Linked DNA regions of Hordeum vulgare: all the other regions are linked to region 1. A link is a contact called in public Hi-C data. All regions are on one chromosome and are shown on one strand. The core of a region is the stretch at or near the end of the contact, and the rest is flanking DNA. Distances in the headings are between cores, read along the strand shown.

Evidence for each region. Hi-C and Micro-C count contacts between places; a contact is called where the count stands out from the background.
Region 2: a contact with region 1 is called in a Hi-C map of leaf, with 2.5 times the contacts expected there. The contact joins two enhancer-like sites. A contact is called at or near these places in 2 of 6 Hi-C or Micro-C datasets (leaf and seedling).
Region 3: a Hi-C map of leaf shows a contact between it and region 1, with 6 times the contacts expected there. The contact joins two enhancer-like sites. A contact is called at or near these places in 2 of 6 Hi-C or Micro-C datasets (both in leaf).

The regions. Positions count from the first base shown.
Region 1 is chr4H:595,488,607-595,491,189 of MorexV3_pseudomolecules_assembly, reverse strand. No RefSeq gene overlaps it. Among protein-coding and RNA genes, the nearest start is that of LOC123449889, 43 kb to the left of the region's middle. Within about 2 kb of position 1,294, at least 3 of the 3 cell types and tissues checked have open chromatin away from gene starts, as enhancers often do. A contact at or near this core is called in leaf, where this site is marked.
Region 2 is chr4H:595,272,906-595,275,488 of MorexV3_pseudomolecules_assembly, reverse strand. No RefSeq gene overlaps it. Among protein-coding and RNA genes, the nearest start is that of LOC123449887, 44 kb to the right of the region's middle. Within about 2 kb of position 1,293, at least 2 of the 3 cell types and tissues checked have open chromatin away from gene starts, as enhancers often do. A contact at or near this core is called in leaf, where this site is marked.
Region 3 is chr4H:595,292,068-595,294,650 of MorexV3_pseudomolecules_assembly, reverse strand. No RefSeq gene overlaps it. Among protein-coding and RNA genes, the nearest start is that of LOC123449887, 63 kb to the right of the region's middle. Within about 2 kb of position 1,295, at least 3 of the 3 cell types and tissues checked have open chromatin away from gene starts, as enhancers often do. A contact at or near this core is called in leaf, where this site is marked.

The DNA of each region.
Region 1 (2,583 bases), core at 45-2,544:
CCTTAGAATCTCGAGGTATATATAGGATCTAGAGCTACTTATATGCAAACCTAGCTTAGCTTCTTCATAACAACTTAAGAGCATATCCAGCCGTTGAGCCCCCTAGGAGGCCTTTCTTACGCCGGTTGGGGTTGCCCCGGCGTAATTTTTACTCTGGGGTGAATTTTTTTCCAGTTGTTGTGCTCCCAGCAACCAGACGGGGCACTCTATGCCGGCCACGTGCCCTCTATGTGGTTCCTGTGACATGTGCGGAGGAGAGAGAAAAGAGAGAGAGAGAGAGGGGGGGGATGGGCGACTGATGGTGGGCCATTTGCATGCAGAAAGTAGCGTCGGCGCCCACAGACGCCCCCCCCCCCCGGGGGGGGGGGGGTTCTGCCTTGGTCCGCCGACGCTATTTTTGGCCAAATCCGACGAAAAGTGAGGCGTTGGAGGTGCGAGTGGGACTTTTTTCATTCGCCGGCGTCGAAAAAATGCTCCTGGGGGGACGGCTGGAGATGCTCTAAGGCCATGAATCTACCTCTCTCATAATCATGCATGGAGTAGTATCTACTCCCTCCATTTCATAATATAGTGCGCTCGTTCTTCTCGAGATTTAAGTTTGATCATAAATTTAATCAATGTGGACGAGTGTGGAGGGAGCAAAAATTATACCATTAAAAACTTTTTTAAATACGAATTCAATGGTACAATTTTTATTCCCGCTGCAATCGTGCACATTGATTAAATTTATGGTTAAATTTAAGTCTCGAAAAACGTAACACACTACTATAGTATGAGACGGAGAGAATATATTAACTAACCATGTCCATACGCATGCATGATGGTACATTAGTAGTACTTATTAGCAGCTACTTAGCACGTAACAATGTAGCTAGCTATAGGACCCAACACCAAAGGGGCCTTGGTGATGTAGAAAACGGCCATACCCTCAAGGCACATAATTGGTGGTCCAAGCATATGCATATGCATATGCCCTAGAAAACAGCAGAAATATATATTATACATGAGTGAGAGAGAGGGAGAGAGAAAAGCTTTAAGCATGGCAGGAGCAATTGTAATCAATATCTTGTCCAAGCGTGGCGCCATAACGCATGTGCACTGTACCATACCACCCCCCGCTTCTTCACTGGCTCCGGCCCGGCCGGCCTTTCACCGATCGCACTCCATCTCAAAGGGACACGGTCCCCTCCTCCTCCTCCTCTCACCTCCATTACAACATATCCATAGCTCTCCCCCCACCACCACAACCGCCACGGCACGGCGAGGCACCGTATCGTATCACACGACGTCGACAGCACGCGCCACGGGGACCCGTACGTATGTGTCGTCGACGCGCCTGAGGGGAGGAAAGATCAGGAGAGGGATCGATTGACGGCGAGAGATTGTAGATATATAGATGGAGATGCATGCACTAGTACATATGTAAAGACGACTAAACAGAGAAAGGTGCTGGCCGGCTCTGTGTAGCTACCCCTGCTAGTACTCGAGGGTATCAGATGCCATGCCATTGTCTGGATTGATGATGCTTGCCTGATCATTAACCTTAGCTTCTTGTTCTTCTTAGAAGTTTTCCATCGATCGCTACCAGTAGGGGGTGGGGTGGGGGGGGTGTGCACAAAATATGTAGGTAGGTGGCTAGGCAGGGGTATGGGCCTCTGAATTTTGCATGGGACCGAAAGCTAGACACAACCGATCGATCAGGTATGTGCAGGAAGAGTGCCAAAATTATGTGTCTGCGGTTTCCGTGATGCGTCCCTAGCTGACGCGCAAGTGATGTGATGGTTGCAACAATCTTTTCAAAGGCAATCGTACAATTATACATGTCAAATAGATGGCCGGTACATGATGTACCCGTGAAGCATTGCTATCAATCTTGCACATGCCATGCATGATTATTTACTATTTTTTTTTGTCTATATTAGTATTGCTAACCTGAAATATATGTATAAGGTCAGTGCTGTACAAGAGCAAAGGCTATAGCTACAGAATAGCTATTAAGCTGAAGAAAGCTTTTACTACATGCACGTGCCTAGGCATGCACAATGACACATGCATTGACATTTGCATATAGGATGAGACACCATGGGAGGCAGATGCATACCCAACTCCTTCTGGTCCTGCAGTGGAATGGAATAGAGAGGAAGATTATTCAGGCAATCAGGCAGGCTACCTATACAACCCTCTCCTGACCCTCTCTGACCCCTCTTCTCTTCTTCTCTCTCTATGGAGGTGGGCTCCATGCATCTTCTCGTCCCATGACACTGACCTGAAAAGAGCTAAGGCTGCCTCTCCTTTCATTAATATCCACCTGCATCTAGCTTCCTCTCCAATTGCTTCAAGCCTTTGTTACTACCACATGCAAACAGTTCTAAACAACGCACACACCCTATATATCGGCATCTCTGTGCCATGTTTAGCTGCCTCCCTCTTCACTCTCCTACCATATTTAACCATTTGCATGTTTCTACCTATGCCGCTGGTGGCCTAGAGACATGGGCGGATCTGGGTCATTAGCGACACACTACTGGGAAATCAGAGCAAAATCGACAAAATTGACCTCTAAACAAAACAAATTCACAAACT
Region 2 (2,583 bases), core at 44-2,543, 220 kb after region 1:
CGCCTGAAATGCGTCGGGTGCAGACGCGTAGCCAGGACGGAACCCATGGCTGTGTGCGGTTCGTTTGGGTCGGCGCGTCGGAGTCGTTCTAATGAAATCCTCCAAAACAAGCAGGTTAATCACGACAGGTACACACCACCATCATTTCTGGTGACTTGATTTTGTTTGAGAAACCCAAATTCAAAAAATGTACCCTCAAAAACATGAACCGGTCGTTTTATTAACAAGGTGGCCACACCCCTAAAATGAACCTAGTATTGGCCAGCTCAACCGAAACCTGCGCACGACGCAACTACCTAGCCTAGTCTATGAACTTTACATATGTAGGCAGTGGCTAAGCTAGCCCAGCTGATGCCTTTCCTGGCTGAGCATGCATACATGCATACGCATGTCTCGGTGGTTGCTAGCTAGCTGCAGTGTGGTCGCATACGTACATACATAGGCTAGAGCGCGCATGCATGCACGGCCAGACACACAAACAAGGTCGGCCGGTCAGGCCTGCAGAGCACAGCAAAAGGCGCAGACGCGTCACCTGGATGGGACGGCCATCTATCCTAGTCTGGTTCTAGGAGTAGTGTCCATGGATAGATAGATAGCTCTAGCTAGGTGTGCCGTGCAATTACTCGATGCGATCCGGCCTAATCGATCGATCCCTGATATATAGCCTTCCATCGGTCCCAACGGCCGAGTCTTTACTCCCAGCGAGCGACGCCACATCGAAAAGACAGGAACGATCAAACAACCAGAACGATTTCACGACATCCCTGGAACAATTTCACGACAGCTTTGGGCACCTTTTCTCCAAGATATCTTTGGAAGGAATGATCCAGCTAAAGACCGGCTCCTGTTGCTGCTGCATGCCCCTGAGCTATCGCATCCACCGTTCAGCAAATCCAGTGGAAACGGCGGCCGGCCAGCAGCAGGGAACTCCAGAACCTCAGTAGTTGCAGTAGCACATCTCGCTTCGTCTGCTAGCGTACGTCCGCGTGCAGATGCGGATCTCGGAGTGTCCGAAATGCAGATCGATCGTCGTCGTCGTCGGTTCAGATGATTCGATGGGCCGATACAAATCCAGCATGCCGTGGCTAGTGGAGTTAGGCGGCCGCGGCCGGTCAAAAAGATGCGTTGCCATCGATGGGGACGCCACGAGAAACTAGCCAAAGGGCGGCCTCCACACACGGCGCTTTCGACCGGGATCGGTTTTCGTTCAGGCCGCGCCCCAACCCCCACAGGCTCCGGAGGGGTTCAGTGCATCTTCTTCCTGTCGCTCGTTCGCTCGATCGGCGTCCATCAGGCAGATGGCAGATAGATGTCTCCGGCCGGCCGTGTCATATCGACATCGCAGCAACATGTGTATACCATTGTCCAGTCTCCAGTCCACACAGCCAGCCAGCCAGCCAAGAGGCAGGAAGAGGAGGAAAACTGAGCTCCTGCTGCTTGCCGTAGAAGGCAGCATATTGCCCGCGGCAAGAGGAGGTCGACTTGCCCGATCCGGCGACTTGGACAGCCACTTTTATATTCTGTATACGTGTCCAAAGCATGCACGCACGCCATGCTTTTCTTCTGGTCCGGATAGCAACCCTGCACTGTACACACTTGAGATGCTTCTTGACTCCACATGCTTACCGTGTAGAAGTGCATGCTCTAGCCAATGCAATCAAAAGATCGATCTGATGAAAGAGACTAGACAGCACATTATACGTACGTCCATGTCCAGCTTAGCCTTGTTTTCGTTGCTCTCTTGTACAGTCGGCCGGCCATGCTTTCCAGGTTGCGTAGCTGAACCCAATTGCCAAAGAGTAAGCAGCAGCAGGGCATCCCTGGCCGGGCCTGGGTAGCTGCTATCTGGAGTAGTAGCTAGCTAGCTACCAAAAGCGGCACCGCGCGCGCGCTGATGATGGAGGTGACACACCACCGGTTGCAATGCACGCCGTCGATCGGGAAAATGTTATGACGAATTATATATGTGGCCCTGCACTCCACCGGCTGCACAGTCGTAGCATCATGGAACATTATGGCTGGGCGGTTACTGTGCTGCCGCTGCATGCTCCTGCTACCACACGCTGCACCATGCCGATGGATCGATGCTGTAGAGCTATAGCTAGCTACATGGACCAGTGGTGGTGCGCGCAGCCTTTTCCCCATATGTAGAGTACATGCCATGCTCAGCCGGCGGCACAGCCTGCGTGCTACATGCCCGATCGAGTGGATGTGGATTAATTTACGTAGGAACTCGAGGAAGAAGAAGAGTTTTGGCTGTGCAATGCATTGCCTGAGTCCGTCGTGTCTAGCTGCGTTATGATCGTCTGGGCCTGGCCGTGCTCCACCAGGATGCCAGCATAAGTATGGTGTGGAAGCGAAACGGCCGATATTCTGCAGGCACAACCACGGTGCAAGGAACACGACACTGATGCACCCTTTCCGTCAGTGAAGTAGGCCTGTATGTAAACCAATATACTACTGTAGTATATATCGCTTGTCGCCAGCAAAATAGTGCTCGCCCACCCCATTAGTGGGGGCGCTATGCGGTTTTCAGAAAGAACCTTATGACCGCTTTTGGCAAATTTTCGTCCGATTTTTCAT
Region 3 (2,583 bases), core at 46-2,545, 200 kb after region 1:
CTTGTCGTAACCCCTTCGTCGTTTGGGAATAGAGGCCAACGTCATCATTGATTTTAATGGCTAAAAAGACGTGTCCATGAATAGAGAGAACAAAAAAGGTTTACCTTGGAGATGACCAAACTTCCTACCATGCTCAATCGATCGTCCGGTGTCATCGGTACCTCGCATGCACGGACCAGCCTATGCATGCATGCAGGCCAAGGCGAGCGGGGCAGCCGCCCTGGGGCCCCGAACGTGATGTGGGCACTTCTACTTATGTGGTGTGCAGTGCGTGGTAGTGTGGACCTCGCTCTACATAGCCAAAATCCATCGGCAATGCTAAAGAGTAAAGACTACTGTGGCGAGCTACACTGCTGCGCTTTGCGTTGCCATTTCGTCTCCCATCACGGCCTGCATGTGCGCTTCACCATGCACCGCAGAGTTGCAAGCTTGTCAGGGTCTGGAACGACAGTTGTGCGTCCGTAAACATCCAACTATTCTACCAAACTGTCAGTAAAGTTAAAGACTTCACGTAGTGAACTCCTTTGTATCTACTAATAGTTTGCAATTTCTTCAGGTGACCAAACCTATACATGCTCATGTAATTTTCTGGGAGAAAAATAGGGAGACCCTTATTTTAGACTTTGTGCTCCGTGCAACATTAATTAATCGCTTGAAGTACCACACAAGACGGGAGTACAACATGCGTGGTACACAGGATTTTTCAGGGCATTTTTAGAAGTTCCCGATGATAATACACCAACTTTCGGCAGGTCTGCATCACGTTATGGCCTCCTCCGCCGCCACCTCCACATGCAAGCCCCCTGAGAAGCGAGAACGAATCCAAAAAAACGTGCTTAAATCTCCACATGCATACCGTACGTAGTATAATATGCATGTACACACACAATGTGCCTGGCATATACGTATCATGGTGTGTATAGGCTCCACGAGCTCGCTTCGTCAAAGAAAGCTGCTGCACGAAAATGAAAGCCAATCAGGGCGCATGCGTCGCTTTATCACACACGGCGCTTTCAAACGGACGAGGAGTGAGAGCAACGGCAACGCCGTGTGTACGGCGTGCTCAATCATGGATGCGAGCGTGTCACATTCCTACCCCTCTCACGCGTACGAGCAATTCTGCAGGAGAATTGTTGATTTTTGCAGGAGTACTCCATGCATGCGTTAGTTAACCTGTAAAGTGTAAAAGGCGGTGACCTTGACAACTACGTGTACAGTAGGCCACTGTACGCAGTGTGTGTGCTCGATCGGGGGCTCCAGTGTTAGATCTGAACGGCAGAATGAGAAGAGCTTCCATGCCTCCTCACTGTTCATGGCTTGCTTATGGACGGGTACACACACCCACTGTGGCCTGTGGGGGGGACAGGGACACCGCTGGAAAGAGGGTTTTATCTCGGCCCTGAGGGCAACTGGACCATGCATGGTGTTGGCAGGGTGAACTGTACATTGATCAAAGCAAATAAAGGATGTAGATGTTGATACATATAGGCCTAACTATTCAATCAAACACTTTTATCAGAGCATCTACTACCCCAACTTACAAATCCGGCCCCTCAAACACCCGCGGACGCGATGACGGACGTGTTCGTTTTGAACCCTTACTTTTTCGTCTGCGCAGCCGCACCTTTCATATTTTTTTCTCATATGTCCGGTTACTTGCACATGATTGATGGAGAAAAAGAGACTTGCATATGATTGGTGGAGAAGAAAAGAGATAGAGAAAAGAATGAATAAAGAAAAAAGGAAAGGTGGTCCGCGTGGGATCGCGTCCTACGTGGCGGACTGACCGGGCGTGCCCGGATGCGTCCGTAAGCCCTCGTATCGTCCTCATGTTTAAGATGGATATGAGGGATATCGCTCAGTCCGAGCGTTTGAGATGGGCATGAAGGGTCCGGCTGGATCAATTTTTTGTGACCGGGCAGGCTGTCCGGATCGGACGTTTGAGGCTGATTTGAAGGGTCCGGATGTAGATGCTTTAAGATGATTAGATTGTTACTTACCCGCAAAAAAAGTTCGTTACTTGTTGTTAGTAGGATAGTTGTTACAACATGTTATTTTATAATTAGATATATACACCTGAAGTAAGAATAAAAGGATATATGCACCTGGGCATCTCAACCGCGGTTCTTTTCTATATATACCTGCTACCGATTGGTGAATAAGGAATTTTTCAAAGCTCACATAGTATCACCGTGGTCACCACATGCAAAATGGGAAGCAAAGAAGTATAAAACATTGTTAATAATATAGCCAGCTAATGGCTATATGGTGTGTTGTCACATCATTTACAGCCAATCTTATAACCGGTAAGTAGAATAGTTGGGTATAAGTATGTAGTATTACTTTGTTAGTACATAGTCCACCTCACACTTTTATAAAGTATCTAGAAGCACATGTTGCAACCGGCTTTAACTAGTAGACTGAGTTCTTTTTTTCTTTTAACTAAGCAAAAGTATAATATTTAAAGAGTTACAGCCCGTCTACAACATTTTAGTGTACTTGCTCCCTTTACAAGCTCTAGCTCAGAACTAGCTACTCGAACAGAAATGTTGGTTACACCAACTATAAATGTAAGTCGATGAG